Linked DNA regions of Mus musculus: region 2 is linked to region 1. The links are chromatin contacts, called in public ChIA-PET maps. All regions are on one chromosome and are shown on one strand. Each heading gives the region's core, a stretch centred on a gene start, on an enhancer-like site or on the middle of the called end of the contact. The rest is flanking DNA. Distances are from core to core; before and after follow the strand shown. Region 1 overlaps Bbs4 (Bardet-Biedl syndrome 4 (human)). Region 2 holds the start of Pkm (pyruvate kinase, muscle).

Region 1 (2,749 bases), core at 108-2,607:
TACGTAAGGACCTGCCTCAAAAACAAACCAAAAGTAATGAATTGAGGAAGTAATAATTATAGAAAATTTATCTTCACAGGTTTCTTCTGGGAAAACACAAAGCTGCCACTGAAGTATATAATGAAGCAGCTAAACTTAACCAGAAAGACTGGGTAAGTGAGAAACAGCATTTCTTTCTCAGCAAATAGCTCTTTTTTTATTTTTTATTTTTTTGTTTTTCGAGACAGGGTTTCTCTGTGTAGCCCTGGCTGTCCTGGAACTCACTTTGTAACCAGGCTGGCCTCGAACTCAGAAATCCGCCTGCCTCTGCCTCCCAAGTGCTGGGATTAAAGGCATGTGCCACCACCCCCAGCTCTTTTTTTATTTTAATAAGGTCTCAATTTGTGTAGCACTGGCTGACCTGAAATGCATTATGTAGAGCAGGCTGGCCTCAAACCCAGAGAGATGGGTCTGCCTCAGTGGTACTCAGCCACTGCCTAGGGCTTGGCTAGAGCTCTTAGATGTTCACTGTCTTTGATTCTGTCCTCAGCACGGCATTTCTGCGTAGCTTTGTAGACTTTGGTTTATATTTTGCAGCTGTTAGTGTGGCTGACAGGTTTGTACTGGTGTGATTCCAGCCGTGGTTTCCCATGTCATTTCCAAGAGCTTTAGAGGTCACGTTGGTACATTTGGAGTTCGTAAGCATCAGCAGCAGATGTCTTCATATGTACTTTGCATATTTCCCCTATCTGCTTGGCAGTCAGCAGCTGTTTCTTTTGACTTTCTTTGTGTTATGAAAACTTTAAGTGACTCTTCTGATTATTTTCCCTTCATCATCTTCTCTTTTTTATTAGTGTAAATTAACTGTATAAAACAGTGAGTTTCACTGTGACATTTTCATAGTTTAATCATATTCACCTTCCTTATCTCCCCTATTTTCATCATGCACTTATGTAAATTGGGAATTATGTGTAAGTACAAAACAAAGTCAGACTAAACATTGCCTTTACAAAGAGTTTTTCCCCTCCATGAATCCATATCATGGGTTTTTGCATTCATTTGTGGTCCTAGAGTTTCAGGGCTGAGACTTAATCATGGTTAGTTAAATGGCGCCTGCTGCAGCTCAGAAGTATTAATTCATTGAAAGGAGCTCAAAGAGCAAGGAAGAGCGAGTCCCAAAGGAACCTCTGCTGTATCTCATCAGCCGTAGCCTCTGAAAGGAAGGCTGGAAAGTCCTTGCTAACTGGAGTGGGGCGCTGTAGTGAAGGGAAAGAGGACTGGGTCTCTGGAGGATGGATGAGCAGCTCCTCTCATCCTCTCACTGTCTGCGACACTCATTGTCACTTCCTGTCAGATTCAGCAGCCTTGTGGCTTTTATGAGGGATGGATTTGACTCCACCTTGTTCTGTTTTCCTTTGCATACTTCCTGCGCTGTTAGCTGTTTAAGGCGTATTGGTGCTTTCTTTTCAGGTTTCACCTACTGCAGAGATTCATCAGGGGTGAGTTAGGGACTAGTGTATGTAGAGAGCATTAAAAGGCCAGAAAGGTGGTATTCCCTGATGAAATGGAATATATACAAGTTTTGGAGACAGGCTTGAATTGAAGGCACAGTTCTTGGTAATGTAGACATTATTTCTATTGTGGTTTAAGAAAAAAAATAATTTTAGAATGTGAGAGCTTCATGAGACAAAGACTAGTTTTTAGGGTTGCTTTTTTTCAGGTAGATAATAGTATTATAAGTTTAAAACAACTTTTTCAAAGATTTATTTAATTTATTTTGTGTGTATGAGTGTTCTGGCTACATGTATGTCTGTGTGCCTACATGTGTAAAGTGCTTTTGAGGCTAGAAGAGGATGTTGGATCTCTTGGAAGTGAGGTTACATATGGTTGGTTGTGAGTCACCGTGTGGGTGCTTTGAACTGAACCCAGTGGAAGAGCAGCCAGTGCTCTTAAGTGCTGAGCCATCTCTAGCCTTGATTTTTTTTTTTTTTAAAGATCATGTCTTTGAGAAACATGTACTGAAATACTTATGAGTGAAATGTTATGTTATTTGGATCGGATGCTGTCGGGTGCATGAGTCTGTGACGCTGCGTGTACATAGTCAGGATACACAGCTAAAGAAAGGAGACAAAGCGTCCCAGCACTGGCCCTTCTGTGTCAGGGAAACTAACTTCCCCGAGCTTTGGTTTCCTATAAAACTGGAAAATCTATACCGATGCTGCGAATTTCTTAGAGAATTTAAGTAAGGTATATGACAACAACAGGCATCAAGCCTATCACTGATTGTTTTGTTGTTTGAGGAGGTGTGGAACACATTAAACTAGCTTCTCTGAGCTTTGTGGTCTGTTCCTGAGACAGGGCTGCATCCCTGCCACTCACAGGTGCTTGGCCCTCTTGCCTTCCAGGAACACCCTCCTTACTCCTGGTTTCTTTTCTAAAGCTGCTAATAAAGTCAGTTTATTACAAAGGAATTCCAGAGACTTCACAACACTTAGGCCAGAAGACACATGTCAGTCTTGTAGTAAACTGGAATTAGAAGTTAGCAGCAGCCCAGGTAGTTACTGCGGCCTTTTGATTCATCTTTCTTTTCCACACAGGTCAGAGGTTAGCAAACTGTTTTTGTAAAGGACTACTTAGTATGTAGTTATTGAATGTATTTAGAGAATCTTACAGCTTTCTACACTGCTAGAGGTACTTAGCTCTGTAGTTCTGGTTCTAGTGTAGAAAAGCCATAGGAAGGAACTTTACAAAGAAGACCGAATTTGTCCTC
Region 2 (2,749 bases), core at 67-2,566, 320 kb before region 1:
AGGACCAGAGGCCAAACCTAAGAATATTAATAGATCACACCGGATTCCAAAACCTAGCTGCCTCCATGCACGACTGGATTTTCACTATAAGGTTCACTTTTTCCAAACTACCAGTGTCCTGGATTTGGAAAAAGTGGTCGAGCTCTTATCTTACTATGACTGGGTATTTACTGGGTCTTTATAGCCTTCAGACTAGAAGATGCCCGGCTTTTTCAAAACCAGTATGCCGGCCACCTTGTGCATGCAGCCCCATCTTCCTCATAGCACTGACTTGACAAAATCTGCTTCCCTAATTAGACCGAGCTCTGTGGGCTATGTGTGTTCTGGTAGCGTCGGGCTCCAGTTTCTGTCGGGAACGGGTATGGGTTGATCGCCCACCCTCCCCCTCGCCAGCACGTGGGAGCAGCATGACCGATTAATCAGACGCATCGCAGTACGTGCCGCCCCTCCGCCGCAGGATGGAGCGCGAGAGCAATGAGGGCCCGTGCCCACCACCAAAAATCTGCGGGCACACAAAACAGGCAGCAATAGCGGCCAACCTTTCTTGCCAGGCCACCGGGAATACAAAAGTTACGTAACTTGTAGCTGCATTACCAAGGACCGCTAGTGACTGCATCCTACCTCCATGCACCGGACCACGAGGAGTCCGCGGACGTGACTAGAATGCGGGGGGAGGGGAAAAGCTGCGAGGGGGAGGGGCGAGGATATGGAGGTTGAAAGGATGCTGCGGCGCGGACGTGACCGGATCGGAGGGGGGAGGGGCGACGAAGAGCTGCGAACACTGGCGCGGGAAGAGAACGCTGACCTGAAAGGAGGATGAACGCGGAGGCTGAATGGGGGGTGGGGGTGGGGTGAGTAGGGGAATTATTTCAAGTAGAGATTAAGAGGAGGGCACCGAATTATGAGGGCACAGAGCTAAGAGGAAGGTCGTAAGTCGTAGTGGATGTAGGAGGACGAGCATCGGAGCAGGGCGAGAACAGGGTGGCGAGGATAGCAATAGTAAGATAAGAGGCTGGAACCAGATTGAGATGGAAGAGAGAGCAGAATGAGACCGTGGGAAAGGAGCTAGCCGGCCACCCTCAATTTGGAGGATTAAGACTTGGACTCAAGTGTGGCTCCTCCCCAACCCGGAGTGGGATGCTCGATGCCTGGCGCCTGAGTCCCGCGTGGGCAGGCAGGCCTGCGTTACACACCAGTGGGCATCGGCTCTGGGGACAGATGGCTTAGGTTCTCCCCGCTCACCTCGGGCGTACTTCGGTTCCTGCTGCGATACCTAGAGCGGACGTCAGTCAAGTGAAGACGAGTCGCTGCTGTGCGGGGCTGCGCCGACTGGGCCTCAAGGTTATCACAGCTGCGGGCCGCCGCAATCCCTCCGCAGCCCCGCCCCTCGCCCAATCCGGGCTGCGGCCGGCGGCGCCCCGCCTCTCAACGGGGCGCCCGCACCTCCTGAGAGAAGCTCAGGGTAGGCGGGACAAGCAGGTTGCCCTTTTGAGGAGGACTACCTTCCGTGGCGGAAGGACATCGTAGACCAAATTTGCTCAAGGGTTATCCTGTTGACCAATGGGGAAGTGGTGAGGGAGCAAGGCCCGCCCACCGGGCCAGCGCCGCCGCCGCCACCACCACCCCTAGGTTCCCGGGCGCCACCGCCACCTGTTGCTTTAGATCGGCTACAAAATGTTCCCTTTTTGGCCTTTTGCCCAGGTCTCCCCATCTGCCCTGGCCTACCAGGGCGGTGCCCAGATTTATAGGTCCACGGACATTCCTCCAGCCCCGCCCGGAGACTCTCCACCCTCCCGGCGCCCGCCCCAGTACACCCTCTGAGGCTGAGCGGAACGGGAAGCTGGGGTGATGGGAGCAAGAGAGTGGTGGAAGGTCTGGGCTGCCTCCTAGAGGGTTCCAGACTTAGAGGCTGGGTAGGAAGAACTTAAGTCTCTCTTTGGAACGTGAGCGCGACCTCCTAATAAGGAGGGCTAGATTGGACCCATGTTAATACTTTGAGTCTCGAATCCTGCACTTTTAAAATGCCTGGACCTGGACGCAGCAAACCAATCCAAGGTAATTAGTGCAGAACTGGACCTACGTGTAGCCATTATCTATGCAGGAGTCAACACTGGTTTTTGACTCAGGCGTGTATGTATTTAAATTTGTAGTATTGGAGGCATTAACAATTTTTTCCCTACAAAGTATTTTCTAATTTCCCAACTGTTAACACTAGTCTTCATTCCGCAGAGTTTTGAAAGCAGATACAATGTTGCCACATTCTAAATGGGAAGACTGTACCTTAGGTTTTGGATTTTTTTTGGTTTTGTTTTGTTCTTTTGTTTTTCTTGGTAAAAGATGGGTGTGACCATTTCAAGCAGACACTTCTTTGTAGTTGAATCACAGGCCTTCATCCCATTTTCGGTCAGTTTTGATTAGAGGGAAGGGTAACATAAATGCAATTTGTAGTGAAATAAAGTTTTTTAGTTTCTTCTATAAGTCCCCTTGGTCCCCTTAGTTTAGGGAAGTAAATGCTTGGTTATTATGGTGGAAAGAACATGAAGTTGGGGAGGGGGAGGTTATATCTGTGGAGGAAATCATTCCTTTCTGCAAGAGAAGGGGGTAGAAGAAATGACCTCTTTGTGCCTTGGACACACACACACAAAAGAACCATAGTGTTCAACAGGGTGACAGTTATCTATCTACTCATGTTGAGGTCCACTGTGCATACTGTGCGTCAAGCAGAGTAGCTCACACCTGTAATTCCAAC

Evidence for each region. ChIA-PET counts read pairs in DNA pulled down with a chosen protein or histone mark.
Region 2: a contact with region 1 is called in an RNA polymerase II ChIA-PET map of memory CD8 T cells, with 43 read pairs. The contact joins the promoter of Pkm here to the enhancer-like site in region 1. A contact is called at or near these places in 4 of 39 promoter capture datasets (the C10 cell line, the HPC-7 cell line, embryonic stem cells and 1 more), 1 of 15 datasets of contacts at CTCF or cohesin (pro-B cells), 4 of 484 Hi-C or Micro-C datasets (CD4 T cells, the G1E-ER4 cell line, Th1 cells and 1 more), 8 of 115 datasets of contacts at active chromatin or transcription factors (the SCID.adh cell line, bone marrow-derived dendritic cells, bone marrow-derived macrophages and 4 more) and 3 of 9 other capture datasets (adipose tissue, liver and pancreatic islet).

What each region holds. Positions count from the first base shown.
Region 1 is chr9:59,337,214-59,339,962 of GRCm38.p6, reverse strand. Bbs4 (Bardet-Biedl syndrome 4 (human)) reads left to right here. Exons shown (of 16, transcript NM_175325.3): 6 at 80-152. Among named protein-coding and RNA genes, the nearest start is that of Bbs4, 15 kb to the left of the region's middle. Within about 2 kb of position 1,357, at least 13 of the 459 cell types and tissues checked have an H3K27ac peak or open chromatin away from gene starts, as enhancers often do. A contact at or near this core is called in Th1 cells and memory CD8 T cells, where this site is marked.
Region 2 is chr9:59,655,143-59,657,891 of GRCm38.p6, reverse strand. It overlaps Pkm (pyruvate kinase, muscle), which reads right to left and starts at 1,316. Exons shown (of 11, transcript NM_011099.4): 1 at 1,243-1,316. Gm51708 (a long non-coding RNA gene) reads left to right here and starts at 1,986. Exons shown (of 4, transcript XR_003948336.1): 1 at 1,986-2,055.